Linked DNA regions of Ovis aries: region 2 is linked to region 1. A link is a contact called in public Hi-C data. All regions are on one chromosome and are shown on one strand. Each heading gives the region's core, a stretch centred on a gene start, on an enhancer-like site or on the middle of the called end of the contact. The rest is flanking DNA. Distances are from core to core; before and after follow the strand shown.

Region 1 (3,255 bases), core at 334-2,833:
AGACAGGATGCTTTTGCCCCTTTAAGAAATGGGGAAAATACCTCTTGCTTGTTTCCAATTAAGAGTCTCTCAATTTTCCTAACAGAAAGGCTGAGACCTAGGGACACAGGCTTCAACCGGCCTGGGTTGCTCATCAGCAGGTGCCCTTAGGGCTCAGGTTTCTCCTCTGTGCAGCACCAGGGGTGGGAACGAATTATGCCGCAGGAGTCACACAGAGATGGCCTATCCACTAAGTCCCAGGAAACATGAAAACAAAGTCCAGACCCTGCCAGGCCCAACAATGGCCAAACCAGGCAAGCAGGCACTGGGAGGGTCGGGGAGGCTCTGCTTTCCTGTGCCTCTCACCGGGCTCTCGATGCCCGTGTGCCTGGCACTCTCTGACTGCTTGAGGATCAGAGATTGGGCACTTTCAGGGTGGCATGGCCTTAGACAACTGCTTGAGGATCTGCTGCCAAGAACCCCCTTTAATAGCTTGAAATTCTGAGCCAGAATTGGCCTCAAGTAGAGAAAGGAGAGGCTCTTCTCTAAGACATATAAACTTGGGGTGCGCATCTGCTCTAACTACTCACAATGCCCCATCTACAGATCCATACTGCTCTTCACTATGAAAAGCGAATGCTGGCCACAAATGTGTGTTCTCACCAAGAGACCCAAGTCTCCCAACTTCCCGAGCAAGAACGCAAATCTACGAGACAGGTGGAGATGGCTCCCTTCCCTACCTTGATCTGATGACTCCTCAGGCCAGGGCCCTGCGTGAGAACCCAGATCTTGAGCAAACGCCACCCAGGACTCCCAGATCCTCAGCATGGGACAAGATCCAGTGCCAGGGCTCTCTGGGCCAGGAATCAGGGCCCAAGAACCCTTAAGTCAAGCCCAGTCTGCAAACAAAAACTGTGGGAACTAAAGTAGGGGTACAGGGGGTGTCAGGGGCTCCATGGACCAAAGGAACTAAGAAGAAGAAATGGACCACCCTGAGTGAAGGCTGAGGCCTTGGACAGACAGCCTCGGCTAACCTGGCCTCCTCTTCCTGGGGACAGAAGAGGAGGGCTAAGGTTCGGGGGGTCCTAGGCACTGTGCCCCAAGGAGTTGTGGGGGCAAGGGGGAAAGGAGGGCTGCTTCCTCCCAGCTCATAGATTTGCTTTCATGTGTGGGAGCAGAGAGGACTCAGGCTACTCATCAGGATGTATAACTGACACCTGCAAGAGTCTGGAAGCCACACCAGCCCTCACAGGGACAGCCTGCTGAGCAGAGTCAACCTCCAAGATGACCTGGTCAGAAGCGCCCCGGGCCCTGGCTTGCTGTCCCTCATCACAGCAGGGGCAGGGGGCTTGTCTAGTTCTGTCAGACAGAGGAAGGAAAAGGAACATTCTAAAAATAGAAAAAAGGAAAACAAAATTTAAAAATAGAGCTTGGTGAGCACTTGCCATGTGCTAGGCATGGTTTCAAGTGCCTGCTCGATGGGTAACACCTCATGCAATCTCACAGAGGAGGAGGAGTTCGCATCTTCCCGCCTGAGCTGAGTGGAGAAAAGCCCTTGGCCCGAGACCTCAAGGTTCTCTCAACTGGAGGGCAGCCAGCTCAGAGAACTCAGGAAGTGGTTTTCTAGTTTTACTGAATTACCTAGAATTTGGCCTTCTTAACCTCCCGCCCCACCCAGCACAACCTTCCTTCCTAATTGCACAACAGGCTCTCAGATGTTTGGAGGAAGGCAAGAGTAAGATTGTTATCAGAATAAATGCATCTTTGCTATGAAGAACGATTTTAGGATGCTTCTGTGGTTGAGGCAGAAGTCAGCTACAGTGGCTGGGACTTGGAGAGCAGGTGCCAAATCCAAGGTCGGCCAAGACACAGTGGTCAACAGCCACAGGGACTGAGCAGAAAACACAGGAGGGAGTGAGAACCCTGAGAGTGAGTGAGAGAGGGCGAGGCAGTCAGGGCTGGGGTAGGAAACAAAGCTCGATACAGTCCCCCAACGACGCCAGTAAAGCCCCTGCCCCAGACAGTGTGCGGGGACCCCACAGGCCCCTCTGGAGGCATTCACCTGCCTGAAACCTCCCAACCTTCTTCCACCACGCAGCACGCTACAGGGCAGAACGTGGTGTTTCCTGCCCATTCTCAGCCCAGGGCACGGGCTGTAGTCCTGCCTCTGCAGGCTTCCAAGAAGAGAAAGCTCTTTAGCCACAGTCCCAAGATCCCTTCTCATCACAACTCAGCCAAGAATAGAGGGAAAATGGAACCCATTATTCTCATTCTGAAGGGCTGGGAAATGGCTTTTGCTTTTCAACATGAAATGTGTCTAAAAATAAGCTGTGAATTTCAACCAGAGGTTGAAAATAGCTCCGGCACTGAACAGAGCTCTGTTCACAGTGGGCTCAAGGATGGCCTTCATTCCAAGAGCAAGCGCTGAAGCCACTGCCAGAGCAGGGGTTCAGGCCAGGGGCTGTCACAGGATCACAGGGCCACCCCTGCCATGGTCTGCCCCTCTGGCTTTAGACTGCCAAACTCTAACAGGCATGTGGTCCAGAATTCAAGATCCAGCACCTGGCCCAATGCGCTTCTAACATCCCCAAATGCCCAGGGGTGACTCATGTGGCATTTGAATCTGAGACCCAGAGTGTAAACAGGGCTGGGGGGAGAAGGGGGGAGGTGGACATCAGGATCAAGAGCTCCCTGGCACGGCGGTGGTGCTCAAGGCTCTCTGGGAAGCCAAGCCACCAAATTCTCACCAGGCACTACACCTCAGAGCCAGGGAAAGCCTGCAGGCAGGAAGGGCAAGAACACACTTTAAGTGTAGTAAGGAAAATCAAACTGTTAAAGGTCTTTTTCTGCTGTTTACCATCACCCCTGGAGATTCCAAAGTTTGATAAGCCAAACATTTCTACAAAATGGGCTTGTGTTAGAAAGCCAGACTAAGAGACCTGGGCCACAGTTGCTTGGTTGGGGGAGAGCCCAGATCTGGCCCATCAAGCAGGATCACAGGCTCCAGAGTTAGTGGCATCCCCAAGCCCCTCCCACCCCCAGCCAGCCCTGCTGCAGAAGCCCCTCTTCTGGGCTCACTCCCAAGGCGGAGTCACTGTAGTGACTCTCAACCAGGAGCAGCGCTGCTCCCCACGGGACACCTGGCAGTGTCTGAAGACATTTCTGACCATTACAACTAGGGGTGGGGGGTGCTACAGGCAAGCCAGTGGGATGCTCCTAAACATCCTACAATGCACAGACAGCCCCCACAGTGAAGATTCATCTGGCCCAAGGGAT
Region 2 (3,255 bases), core at 245-2,744, 57 kb before region 1:
GCTGGGGGCTATACAGGGACAAGAAATGGGGAGCGCGCTGCAGCTAAGCATGGGCCCTGCGCCCGAGGGTGCCGCAGGCCTCCCCTCCCCTCCCGTCTGCCCGCCCCGCTGCCAGCAAGAGGCCATTTTGGAATGTTAATTGGAAACACCGGCTGCAGTCACTCGCCTCCCAGGGCTGCCTCCCCCTTCCACCACCTCTGGGGTGGCTGGCCAAGGACTTGGGGGTCTCGGAAAACCAAAGCTGGGGCAAGGGACACTCCTTACAGCCCTGCCCCAAGCACTTCCAAGAGGTGGCGATTCCCCAGTGACAAGCCCCACATGGGGATCCTCCGAGTCCCCCAAACTCTCCCTCTGCCCTGGCAGGGCTGAGGGTGGTGATTAAAGGTTCCTGTCCTAACTCTGGCCTTCCAGGGACACCCATTCCAGGCTGGAGGAGCTGAACTGGTGCCCAGGAGGGCACCCTCCCTCCTTTGCCGGGCTTCAGGGGGGAACCTGGGAGCTACCATGGCCCCAACAATGGGGAAAAAAGGAAAGCCCAAGTGGGGAAAAGTTTGTTCAGACCACTCGGATCATGCCCGGAAAGGGACGTAGAGGGGGCTACTGTACCAGCCTACACCCGCACAGCTTGGGCAGGGAGCCCTGGAGGGGAGGATGCGAGCGGGGGAGACGTGGCGCCGGCTGGACAGGCCGGGCACGGGGAGAGAAAGCCGCCTCCGTCGGGGGCATCCGGGAGCCACGGGAGCGCCCCAATTCCAGACTGGGTCTCGCTGCCGCCCTTACCTTGGAGGTAGTAGGCCTGGCAGCCGTCGTCGCGCAGCTTTTGCAGGAGAAGGCCAAGCACCGAGGCGGGAGCGCCGGGCTCTGGCTGCCATTCGGCCGTGGCCTCGTCGTAGAGCAGCACGGTGGCCGCCTTGCAGCGCGTAGCGAAACGCTCCTTGTCGGCGTGGTTGGGGATGATGGAGCGAATGGGCAGGTTGCCTTTGCGGAGGCGGCGCAGCATGAGACCCGGGATGGCCAGGTTGATGGCCGTCTCGATGTGTGACGACTCGAAGAGCTCGTGCGGCCGGCAGTCGAGCAGCAGCAGGGACGCGCCGCCGCGCGCCTCCAGCTCCTCCTGCAGCCACTCGGCGCTCTTGCAGGGCATGGCCCCTGCGCCCGCCGCCGCGCCTGCCCCGGTGCCGGCGCCAGATCCAGATCCCGCACCGGGCTCCGACCCCGCCCCGGTGTCCCCAGACGCCGACGCCCCCGAGGCCGACATGTGCGCCCGCGCTGGGGGGCCGCGGAGCTGGTTTTTCATGGGGAGCGCGGGCGGCCCGGGGCCGGGGCCGGGCAGCCCTGCCCTGGGACGGCGCCCCGGCCGCGCGGGCCCCAGCCGCGTCTCCGGGCGCCCGCCTCCCGCCGAGCTGCTCGCCCGCCGCCCCGGCCTCCCGGCCTCCCGGCCTCCGTCCCGCCCGGCCCTCCGCGCGCTCCGCGGCCTGACAGCCCCAATTAAACAGCGTCTCAGGCGGCCGCGCGCCCAGGCGTCCTCGAGGGGGGCGGGGCCGCGCCGCGGCTCCCGAGCTTAAAGGCGCCGCTGCTCCGCCGCCCCTCCCCACGGGGTCTGTGGGCACGCGAGCGGTGCCCTAAGCCCGGAGACCAGCCCCCTGGCCTTCGCTCGGCCTCAGCGCTGCCGCTCAGAACCCACTAAAACTCTCCCAGAGGCCCAACCAAGACACTCCTGGGTCCTATCCCGGAGCTCCCAGTTCTGTGCCTGTCCCAAGAGCTGTCCTCGGGGGACCCGCTCCAGGGATCCTCTCCCCTACATTCCCGCAGTCTCCCGGGGATGGAGCGGAGGAAAGGGGCTATCAAGCTGAGCCGAAGTCCTGTCGACTCCACTGATTCATGAACAACTCCCAGCGAGTTCAGCACACGGGAACTGAACACCTACTCCGTGCCATTCCCTGGGCACCTAGGCTGTCACCGTTTCAGGCGGCTGCACAGTCCTAAAGAGGGCTCTGCGTTTGGAGACCTGAGGGGTCGTCTCACTCCAGCAGGTCCGAGGGGGAAAGCAGGACTAGGCAGCTAAGAAGGTAGGAAGGCCCAGGGCCGTGCCACCCTCCGCGGGCTAGATTGTAGAAATCCCCAAAAGGACCGGCCCTGGGAAGAGACAGCGGGACCTTTAAGAAAGCTTTACAAGCGGAGTGGTGACAGGCGCGGAGTGAAGCGCCACGTGACTTTTCCACAGGACCGGGGTGGGAGGGAGGGGGCCCCCTCTGTAATCTGCTCTCCTCCCACCTTTCCTAACTGTCGAATCAACTTTAATGACAGGCGGGACGCACCACGCAGAGCGCCAATCGCAGCCGAAGGAGCGGGGCAGAGGGAAGGCGGGGCCCGCCAAAAGTTCCACCCAGCGCGGGCTGGGCGGGGCCTCAGCGGCACTGGCTGCGGGTGGCAGGCTGGCTGGCTCCGCGGAGGAGGTGAATGGAGCCGCAGGTAGCCCTGGAACAAAGCGGCTCCACTAGCGCGGCGCGCGTGCGCGGGGCCTGCCGCGCTTCCCCTAAGGAGTCAGGGCTGTCTGCGCTGGGGAGTCCGTCCCTGGCTGATCCTGCAGTCCGTCCGGTCCGTTCCCTGCCCGGCGGAGTGCGCCCACATCCTTGGGGCTTACCCCCTCCCACTCTGCCCGAGGCTGGGCGGCTCCCCGCCACCCTGCCTCTACATCCTGGAGGGAATCAGGGTCAGAGATGAATGGCGGCGGTGCCTGAGATTTGCCAGAGTGCGTGCCTCTGGAACCTGCAGGAGTTGAGCTTTCTGACCAGGTAGAGGAGCGGCCCTGCGGCATTCCCCGCTACCCACCTCCCCACTAACGCCCTTTTGTCCTCGCGGAGGAGAGTCTACCAGGTTTCATCCCAACTGCAGGGCTGCGTGGCAGAGGAGCAGGGATCTCTTCCACGGTTACACTTCCGGAAAGACCAGAGTATTGCAGATATAGATGGTCCTAGCATCCGAGATGCCAGGCCCAGGGAGGTGATAGGAAAAGCTGGTCTCTGGCCTCCCACGCAGGCTTGTCCTAGGGTTGCTGGGCAGCGCCTTCTTGCCCGGGGATCCGGAACGCGTCGAAAGGGCTCGCCGAGCCTGAGGGGCTCAGATGCACACTCTGCTCTGCTGCTTGCTGATAAGTTGTGATGGTTCTCACCTCTCTGGGCCTCAGGTCTCCCCATGTGGGAGGGTGCTGGGCCCGACAGTACCCAAATAGTCCATCCCAAGGTAGTCCTGTTG

Evidence for each region. Hi-C and Micro-C count contacts between places; a contact is called where the count stands out from the background.
Region 2: a contact with region 1 is called in a Hi-C map of hypothalamus, with 2.8 times the contacts expected there. The contact joins the promoter of DUSP7 here to the enhancer-like site in region 1. A contact is called at or near these places in 6 of 16 Hi-C or Micro-C datasets (blood, hypothalamus, liver and 3 more).

Annotation. Positions count from the first base shown.
Region 1 is chr19:48,838,674-48,841,928 of ARS-UI_Ramb_v3.0, reverse strand. All of the region lies in intron 10 of POC1A (POC1 centriolar protein A), which reads right to left. Among named protein-coding and RNA genes, the nearest start is that of DUSP7, 57 kb to the left of the region's middle. Within about 2 kb of position 1,583, at least 16 of the 54 cell types and tissues checked have an H3K27ac peak or open chromatin away from gene starts, as enhancers often do. A contact at or near this core is called in hypothalamus, where this site is marked.
Region 2 is chr19:48,895,513-48,898,767 of ARS-UI_Ramb_v3.0, reverse strand. It overlaps DUSP7 (dual specificity phosphatase 7), which reads right to left and starts at 1,494. Exons shown (of 3, transcript XM_027957564.3): 1 at 781-1,494. The coding sequence starts at 1,297. It overlaps LOC121817246 (a long non-coding RNA gene), which reads left to right and starts at 2,403. Exons shown (of 3, transcript XR_009597514.1): 1 at 2,403-3,255.